Regions from separate parts of the Siniperca chuatsi genome. Here region 2 is linked to region 1. The links are chromatin contacts, called in public Hi-C maps. All regions are on one chromosome and are shown on one strand. The core of a region is the stretch at or near the end of the contact, and the rest is flanking DNA. Distances in the headings are between cores, read along the strand shown. Region 1 holds the start of smg5 (protein SMG5). Region 2 holds the start of rbm8a (RNA-binding protein 8A).

Region 1 (4,620 bases), core at 918-3,417:
TTATGTTAATACAGTTAGGCAAGTACATTCAGTATTTCTCATTATCTCTTCTTTGAAGAGATGCTTATCTGCTTGGTTCATCCATTCTTCAAAGCCAAAGAGGATAATATATTACTCAACAATAATATGAGTCTCACCTTGCACTGATGCGCCAAATTAGCCCATTTGCAAGTTAAGTACAACATATGACTACAGCTCTTACACTAAACAATGTCTTGGGGGAACTGATCACTAGTGGATACTTCTAAATACAGGTGTAAAATCATCCCAAACTGTGTGCAATGGAATCTAATCGCTCGTGCCACGTTCAGAAGTAGTCAGGGATGCATATGCCCCTGTATTGTAGTGTAAATGCAACAAACGATTAATCTTACTTTCTTGATTAAGTGATTAATAGCTTGGTCTACAAAATGTCAGAAAATAGCCCATTATAATTTCCTAGAGCCCAAGGTGACGTTTTTAAAAGATCTTATTTGTCCGACCAACAGTCCAAAATTAACCGATATAACTGATCAGCAATCGCTAAAGCTCTACATGCAACCCTGACCACAGTGAAGGCCTGTCTAGCTCCCAAGGCAGTCACTGAACAGGATGAGATACAATCTCCTCTGTCTTTACATCTGTGTAGACACATGGTCAAGTCTCTTTCTCACATTTACCTCCAACTTCCTCTTTTTGAGCTTATGGTTCACTGAATCCAGTATGAAAATAACTGTAATCCTGTTCGCAAGCTGTAAGACTGAGCACACATCTAGTATGTTTATTTGTTTTGTTTAATCATGCAGAGATCACAATGACTATATTGAAGCATAAGCGGTCAGTTTAAATACATTAGACATGTTTCTAATGCTAAAAGTGTGAACTGGATTTGGACAGAATTTGGATACAGAATACCAGGTCTGAACAGAGTCTATAAGCTCACAGAGATGCCGTGGAGTGTCAATCCCAATTGAACACACAGAATAATAGAGATGTAGTTTTATCAGCTATTTTATCAGCTAAATTAATTGAAGGTGAGACCGGAGACTGTTTGATGGGTTTGAATTCACACAGGGGAATTCATAATTATGTTCAGAACAACTGGCCAGATGATACGGAGATTGCACGCCTATGAGGTTTAAGTTACACTCCTGCCTCCTTTCTCACACACTGCTGAGACAACTCTGGACATACTTGTTGCGAAGGCTGATGTTCTCCGGCTTGAAGACCTCTCTGTAGGATGCTTTGCTGCCGATGATGACATCCAGCTTGTGCACAGACTCCACCACAGCCCTAGGCAGCGTTGGGCAACAAAAAGCATTAGCATAATTACAAGGTTAACTCTGTGAGCTAAACATTTACAAGTCGATAATGTATGTCAGGAACAAATGCCATCTCAAATACACCGGGCTACCTTGCTAGCAACCAAAATCGTTCCTGTTTCATTTCTCTGTATCAAGGGCGGTAATGACAAATACAGCTAAATCATGATGTGACACGCTAACATAAGCTACACAAAGCATGATGCCTGCCCGGTCATATTTAGCTTATGTTACACTGACGAGTATGCAGGGATGTTGGGCTACTCATTGTCGTGACAGCTTACTGAATGGAAGAACAGGTAGACCCTTTCTTGTGTTAGCAAACATTGATTGGTTAGCGCTAAGTTAGCTAGAACAACAACGTTCAATTAGCACCTTGGTTAGCTACGCAAAACGGCCTCGCCAACTTACCTGTAAAGCCTCTTAATGAGAAGGACTTTCGCCTCTGGCTCGCTGTCCTGCCCCGGTCCACTCATATTAGCGAGAAGCCAGTTGTTTGATCGCACGCTTCAGCGTTTAGTCCCCGTTTCCTTCAGCCCTTCCGACACACAGTTGTCAGGGCTACTCGGGTTTGTTCCCCAGCAGTGACAACCGTGTTGATAGCCAGCTAGCGCTAGCTATCAAGGTAGTGTTAGCTTTCCTCCCTTTCCCTCCGAGTCTCTTTCGTTTCTTATATCCTTTGGCAAGACCCCCTCTACCCATCCGTTCTGAAAACCGGGTAGGAGGGGGTGCCCAGTAATTTACGCTCTTCCTGGTCAGCTAAAATGCTCTGGTATGCTTCTTGTGTTGTTCCCTGTTCCAGCCATTGCTACGAAGGCGGCCATTATTCCTATCAGGCAGTAACCGCCTGAATACCGCGAGACTACAGACTACTCACCAGATTATATCAGGGGTTGCCAGGTAGTCTACAGATCCCCCATTAGCGAAAACATTGATAAAAACAATTCATGCCCCTGCAAAGAATGTATTTACATGTATGTTCCCTCTCAATATTATAATCTCCCACCCCTAACTGTGTAACATATTATTTAGACTACCTCTCGTCTCCCAACCTGCTACTGAATCAAATCAGGGAGATTTTACAGATCACATTATAACTTCAAAAAAAAATCACAAATCTATTAAAGCCCTACACACCTATGGACCACCCACACAGGTGTTTTCACTTATTTTTCCAGATTAGACCTCTCAGGTTTACATCTCCTTCACTCTTCTGCAGATTTTCGTTTTACCTGTTATGGTGGGACAACTTCCACCTTTAACATCCCTATTAGGATATTTTAGTGACCTCCCGTAGTTTCCAGTATAGAGACCTTAAGGTTGTGTCACAAACAACTGTCAGTTCTTTCCAGTTCCCAACTTTGCATTCATACTTACACCATTTGCATACCTTCCTCGTCTTTTTTCCCTTACAAAGGACATGGGGCTGATGAAAAAACTGTTGCTAATGATGGCAGAATTACAGTATGTGATCATAGCCACTATAAACTCTTTTGTTGTAATTCCTCCTGGCTGCCAATAGAGGTCTATAAAGATCATAGATTATTTTACGTCCCTGAATGCAATGTTAGTCACAGAGAAATGGCATTTTGAGAGATGCTTGCTTCCTAAATTTCATGTATTTTTATTTATTTCCTGACTGTGGAAACAGGATATTGGCATGCCAGATGATGATGGAGGGGATCACTGAAAGATGTAAGTCAATGTGGTATCAGTTAGTTAGAAAAAGGCAGTTTTATTAAGCTGCTGGTTCACTATGTAATGGTTTTGTTGGTTGGAATTGTGTAAGCATGTAATTATGTTTTCCAAGAATGTAGAAGTGATGTCATTTTGATAGAAATACTGCACATTTTTGATAAATTATTATATAGGTACATAGTTTGACATGAGAAATGTTCATTTCTTTGTGGCATGAATGTTCTTCAGACCTTAACCTGGCAGAATAATTATATGAATGCATTTGATGCTCTGGTCTGGAGCAAGCTCTGTTTGTTCTATTTACACAGTATGAACCATCTATTTTTTTCTGTTCTGTACAAACTCAGAAGTTGCCAACCCACTAAGGATCTCAGGCGATTAAGTGTAGGAGGGCGAGGATAATTACAAGCTTGCTATATTCAGTCGAGTCCCCAGTTCCCAGATCCTGCCTACCATCCATGCTCTCAGCAACTCAGCTGGGGAGAGTGTGAGGAAATGATCTGCTCTGCTCACCAAGAGAAGAATCACAGTCCTGAGATGCAGAAAAAATGTAGATGACCCAGATGAGCAAGCACTATGATGCAACCACAAGCTGCAAAGACATACCTGTGATCTAACCACAGATCCAGACACAAAATAAGAGTGAAAGAGCTTGCAAGTCCAGAAAATGAATGTTTCTGTTGCAAACACTGGAAGAAGCAAAGCAGATCGATAACCTAACCTTTGTTTTCAGTTAGTATTCAGATACAAAGTGTGTAATTTCTGACGTGATAGAGGATTTTGTTTCTTTACAATTCATAACCTTGTTAAGAGGGTGTGCCTGCTGTGAGCCTTTATATTTACAATCAGTCAATTAGTCGAATAATCGCATATTCAATTAATCGTCATTTGATCCATTTATCAACCAAAAATACAAAACATTTGCTGGTACCAGCTTCCCAAATGTGAGGATTTTCTGCTTCTATCTGTTTAATATGGTTGTAAATTAAATTATTTGGAGTTTTGGGCTGTTTTTCAGATAAAACAAGCAATTTAAAATTGTCAATCATTTAATTTGGAAAATAATTGACAGATTAATCGATGATTGAAATATTAGTTAGTTATGGCCCTAGCCTTCAAGGAAGTGACCAAACACTACCTCCAGACAAAAAGTAAGCCATGTTTCCTACCATTTAAATGACAAGGCTGGCGATATTTTCTATTTTTGTTGTTGTCAACAAATCCCATGAAAAGTCCAGTGATTTCCTAAAACAGCTGGGCACTGTAGTTTTTAGCGAACATTACTCAAACAGGAGTAAAAAGTGCATTTGTTCGTGACTATTTTCAGCTGCGGATTAATACACATTTGGGGATCTAGTGATTATTTACAGCAGCAGGGCGGTGTATGTGGGGTTGAGTCAAAATAAAGTACAGTGTTTGTGTTCATGGTAATGACGGAACATGTCACCCAGTGCAACTGTGTGGCTCATTGATGTGTTTTTAATAGTTTTTGGACAACAATGATGTTCTTGGGATTTGTTGACAATCAGAAAAATATAGACTATCATCAGATTTACCCTTTAATCTGAAGTGGATGGAAAGTCCAAGTCAATGCATTAAGAAACAGAACACACATTTCCAC
Region 2 (4,360 bases), core at 855-3,354, 130 kb before region 1:
ATGTGAACATCTCTTCCATGAAATGGAAACACTGAAAGCCACAAACAGGCTATTGATGCATGGTCATTTGTCTCACCTTGAGGTAGCCTGTTCTGCGGTCAAGGTTGAGATGCAGATTCTTGATTTCTCCAAATTCAGAAAACTTGTCATGGATGTCTTCCTCTGTGGCCTCTTCATGAACCCCTGTCACAAACAGGATCCAGCCCTCCACAGCTGCAACAAGACAAAGACAAGAAAAGGCATCGAGGGTCAAATAATAAACCAAGCAGCACTTTCAACTACGTAAACTAATAAGCCAAGTACAGTTATGATTACTAAAGCTCTCAATCCATGCAAGATATACATACAAGCATTGGTCTAACCAAAATAAAGCCTACTGCGCCCCTGTTTGTGCCTCTTTTATGTGAACATTATATTTGAGTCTCAGAACTAAGCTGCCATTTTAGCAAAAGCTATTTCCAGAATAATCAAAAACCATTCTAACCATCTGGATAAAAACATACGTCCACTGCACACACACAAAAAAAAAAAAAAAGATTTTAAATATATTTTCCAACCTGTTTCAAGCAGCTTTCTTTCAATATACTTTCATATAAATAAGGTGGGAGACAGGTTAAAAAATATTTTTTGTTGTACAATTGACAGAATATTTTTTTAATCTAGTTAATTGTTCATGTGCAGACAATTTTTAAAGAGTGGTTGAGAAATAAGCCAATAACTGGTGACAAGAGACAGATTTCAATCATTAGTTTTGTGAATTGTTGTGAGGTAACTAAATTCAAACAACAGAGAAGGTAGCAACTTGTTTAATCGCAGGCTTCCCACAGTCCTTGGGCAAGACACTGAACCCCAAATTGCTCCTTCGGTGTGTGAGTGCGTGTGAATGATTAGTTTCACTAGTTTCTTTGTACTGATGAGCAATTCTGCCATCAGTGTATGAATGTGTGTGGAGCGCTTTGAGTGGTCGGAAGACTAGAAAGGCGCTATACAAGTACAGTCCGTTTACCAAATATGCAGCTTAAACTTTATTATTAACTTTACTATTATTATTATTATTAGCTGACATTTAAATTAAATTACATCCTTAATATGCACTGCTACACTTACATCTCTGAGGGCCTGGCTCATCCCCGTCTTGTTCCACAGTATCATAGTCCTCTTTGATTCTGGACCTGGCTCCTTCCTCTGGAGACAGCAGCACAGAAAAATATTAAAACACTGCTGACAAGCCTAACAAACTGTATTAAAGGGTTTCAGCAGGAGATTACTTGAACAAATATCACACCAGTGGAAACTCACCTGAGCCAAAGCCTCGTCCTTTCCTCTTCTTGGCTTTCTCCTTCAACTTGTGGATGCTTTCTGGGGGAGGAAAGTTGAACAAGTCAAAATCTACGCATGCTGCTACATCTTTTACTGTGCTCCCATTGTTCGCAAGTTAAGCAACTAGCAAACTACTACTTTTATGTATTTAAACTGTGGATAGATGTTCTATTGTTAACGCTATAGTTACACAAAAATATGTTATATGTTATATAGGACTTGTAAGTTCTGAGCAGTTTTGTCAGTGTATCTTACTATTAGTTGATAGCTATAGGAGGGAAAGAGCTAGCGGCGGCTAATAACAGGCTAAGTGTGCTCCAAGTTATATCTTAAGATAATGTATACTAACCTGTTAAGCTACAGAACATATTTACAGAAACATTTTGTTAAAGGGACCTTTAGAGTTTGCAATAATCATGACCCAGCTAGCTTACAAAGAGCGTTTGAATGAACCACTAGTACGTTGTTAGCTAAATATTAGCTTGTTAGCATTTCTCAGGCCTGCTACCACGCAGTAAGCGTTTGTAGCATTTTCGGCTACGGCCATTTTGATGTAAACCTCAATTTTTACACATCATTTAAACGCCGGTGTTATGGGGCATCTACCAGTGGGCATAGGTATTATTATTACCATCACCATCCTCATCCATAGGAAAGTCCTCGCCTCCCGCTTCATGAAGGTCCAGTACGTCCGCCATGATGTCTGTGTGTGTGTGTGTATGCGGCTCACTGACGCAACGTGCGTACGTACTTACGCATATAGAGCCAACAGGTTGGCTGATGTTGCCAGGTTGCGTAGAATTAAGTAACTACAGTACATTTACTGCATAGTAAACTACAGTAAATCAAATGTATCTTGCTTTAGTTTCTCTTCTTACTATACCCCAACTACACAGTCAGCAGTCAAACTGAATACCTCCACAAGTTTATGAATTATGATGGATCGGATGTATTATTATGGATCAAGCTACCCAGCAGTATATAAAGTAGGCTAGTAGAAACATTAAAGTGATGTACATTAATGCATCACTAATTATAACCCAGTGATATAATATATATTATTCTGAAATGGGACATTCTGCATGAATGCCAGTTGGATAACTATGGACCACTAGGGTCTTGATGTCGCTGATACTTTTGTATGTTTTACTTCTAGACCAGCCACAGATTCTCATGGTTCCACATGTACCGTACCAAAAGTAATTCACATGACCAGCAGAGGGCTCTCATGCATCCAAGCAGGCTATTGGGCCATGTATTGAGACCTGAGGCTGCATGTTCTGGACGCTCAGGTAGAGAGAAGGACTGTCATTTGATCACCATCTGGTGGAGAGTTGGATCAAATGACAAAGGAGACTGACAGACAAAGCCTGGTAAACAGAAAACATGTAGTGAGGATGTGCTGGAAATGCCTTGTGAAAGACTGACATGAGTTTTAATTTCACCTCCAAATATGCTGCATGTGGAATCAGAACAGACTGATTAGTTAGTAATCTCTGCAGGAACAAAGTGCAAGAAATAGTACAGTAGATGTTGTTGGAGCGTCATGGTTGAGTATCATACAGATTTAGGGAACAGCAGCCATTAGCTGGAAGGGTAGATTTCAGCTTTAGAGGGATCACACTTCTCATTCTTCCTGAAAACCTTACCCGAAAGCCTTACTACTGCAGATTACTACATTGGACACTGGACACAATATATAGACCCTTTCGCCTTTCACAAAACTGAGGGGAGAAAGGAGTCTGTTAGTCCTGTCTACACCATGGCTGGGTATTGTTTGAAGATTTTCCATATCTGTGCCACCTGAGTTTTGTTACCAGTACCAAAGCAATACTTTTTTCAATTCCTTAGTTTGGGGGAACCTAAGAGGGTTTTGTTTGCAGTATTGGCATAAAGAATACTTGTTCAGGCTGGAAATGGGATGTGAAAAGGATGTGTCACATCTCATTTTCCAGAGGATACTGAGGATCAGCTGAGGTTGGGAGAGTTTGTTTGGTGGCATTAGAGAGACCTCTCAGGTGTTTGTAAGTAATGAATGAACAACGGGCCTGAGTGGACGGGATCAGTCTTGGTAATGAGTGAGGGTAAAATTAATTGTGACTCCTGATCAAGTGTACTGGCTGCAGTAACGCGGGAATAATAGCAGATTTGTTAGTGACAAGTTCATCTGTGGTCACAAGATTAAGGCAGTTAACGGCTGCTTGAAGTCACAGATTTAAATGGGCAAAAAGCAGCGCTCACTTTCCACTTAGCAATTTCATAAGACTGCTCTTACAATGTCTTACAACGCTGGCGGCTAGTGGCCAATGTCAGAGGGCCGCATCTCAAAGCTGACCAGAGGAATCCTTGGAGCTTATAGGGGAACCGGACCAGTGGGCTGCTGTGCTGCTTGCCCTGTTGCCTGGTTGCATTCCAAAACCACAATATAAGCAGAAACATGGATAGATTGATGAATAAAAGAAAAGTGTAACAGTGGTCAGAGAGAGACAATGGTTTGGTTTATGCTGAGATAGGAGCATTCTTGAGCAATTATTACAGTGTTGTACTTAAAGTAGGATCAGTAGAGGTATGTAAGATATGTCACATGGTGGTGCAGATAACCACATTAGTTTAAGATAATCTGACACCAAAGATAGCCATTAAAAAAAAATCTTTCTCATAAGTCTGCAGTTTGATACAATATTTCAAGTATTTCAATTTGCCTATCAGTATTCTTTAGTACAAAACTGTACTGTTACAGGCTGAAGTCAGTGTGATGCATGCTACGGAAAGATAATAGCTGACATGAACTTTAATCTTATGGATGTTGAACTAGTATGTAAGCATGACAATGTGCACATCACCTTCGTGGCAGAATATATTTCTTAATCTCTCTCTAAATCAATGTTCATTCTGAATGGATGCTCCATTGTATTTATCCACTTTAAAGTCACCATTTATCATTCAGTTATTTTAACCTCAATGCTCCTGTCAAACAAAGCAAACTGTCTTCAGCTATTTTAAGCTGTTGCACTGACATTTTCACTGTTCAAATATGCTT

Evidence for each region. A called contact is a pair of places that touch in the nucleus more often than the background predicts.
Region 2: a Hi-C map of liver shows a contact between it and region 1, with 4 times the contacts expected there. The contact joins the promoter of rbm8a here to the promoter of smg5 in region 1. A contact is called at or near these places in 2 of 3 Hi-C or Micro-C datasets (liver and skeletal muscle).

What each region holds. Positions count from the first base shown.
Region 1 is chrLG9:6,370,701-6,375,320 of ASM2008510v1, reverse strand. smg5 (protein SMG5) reads right to left here and starts at 2,167. Exons shown (of 22, transcript XM_044207785.1): 1 at 1,713-2,167; 2 at 1,174-1,272. The coding sequence starts at 1,777.
Region 2 is chrLG9:6,504,605-6,508,964 of ASM2008510v1, reverse strand. It overlaps rbm8a (RNA-binding protein 8A), which reads right to left and starts at 2,104. Exons shown (of 6, transcript XM_044206959.1): 1 at 1,952-2,104; 2 at 1,300-1,359; 3 at 1,108-1,185; 4 at 77-213. The coding sequence starts at 2,018.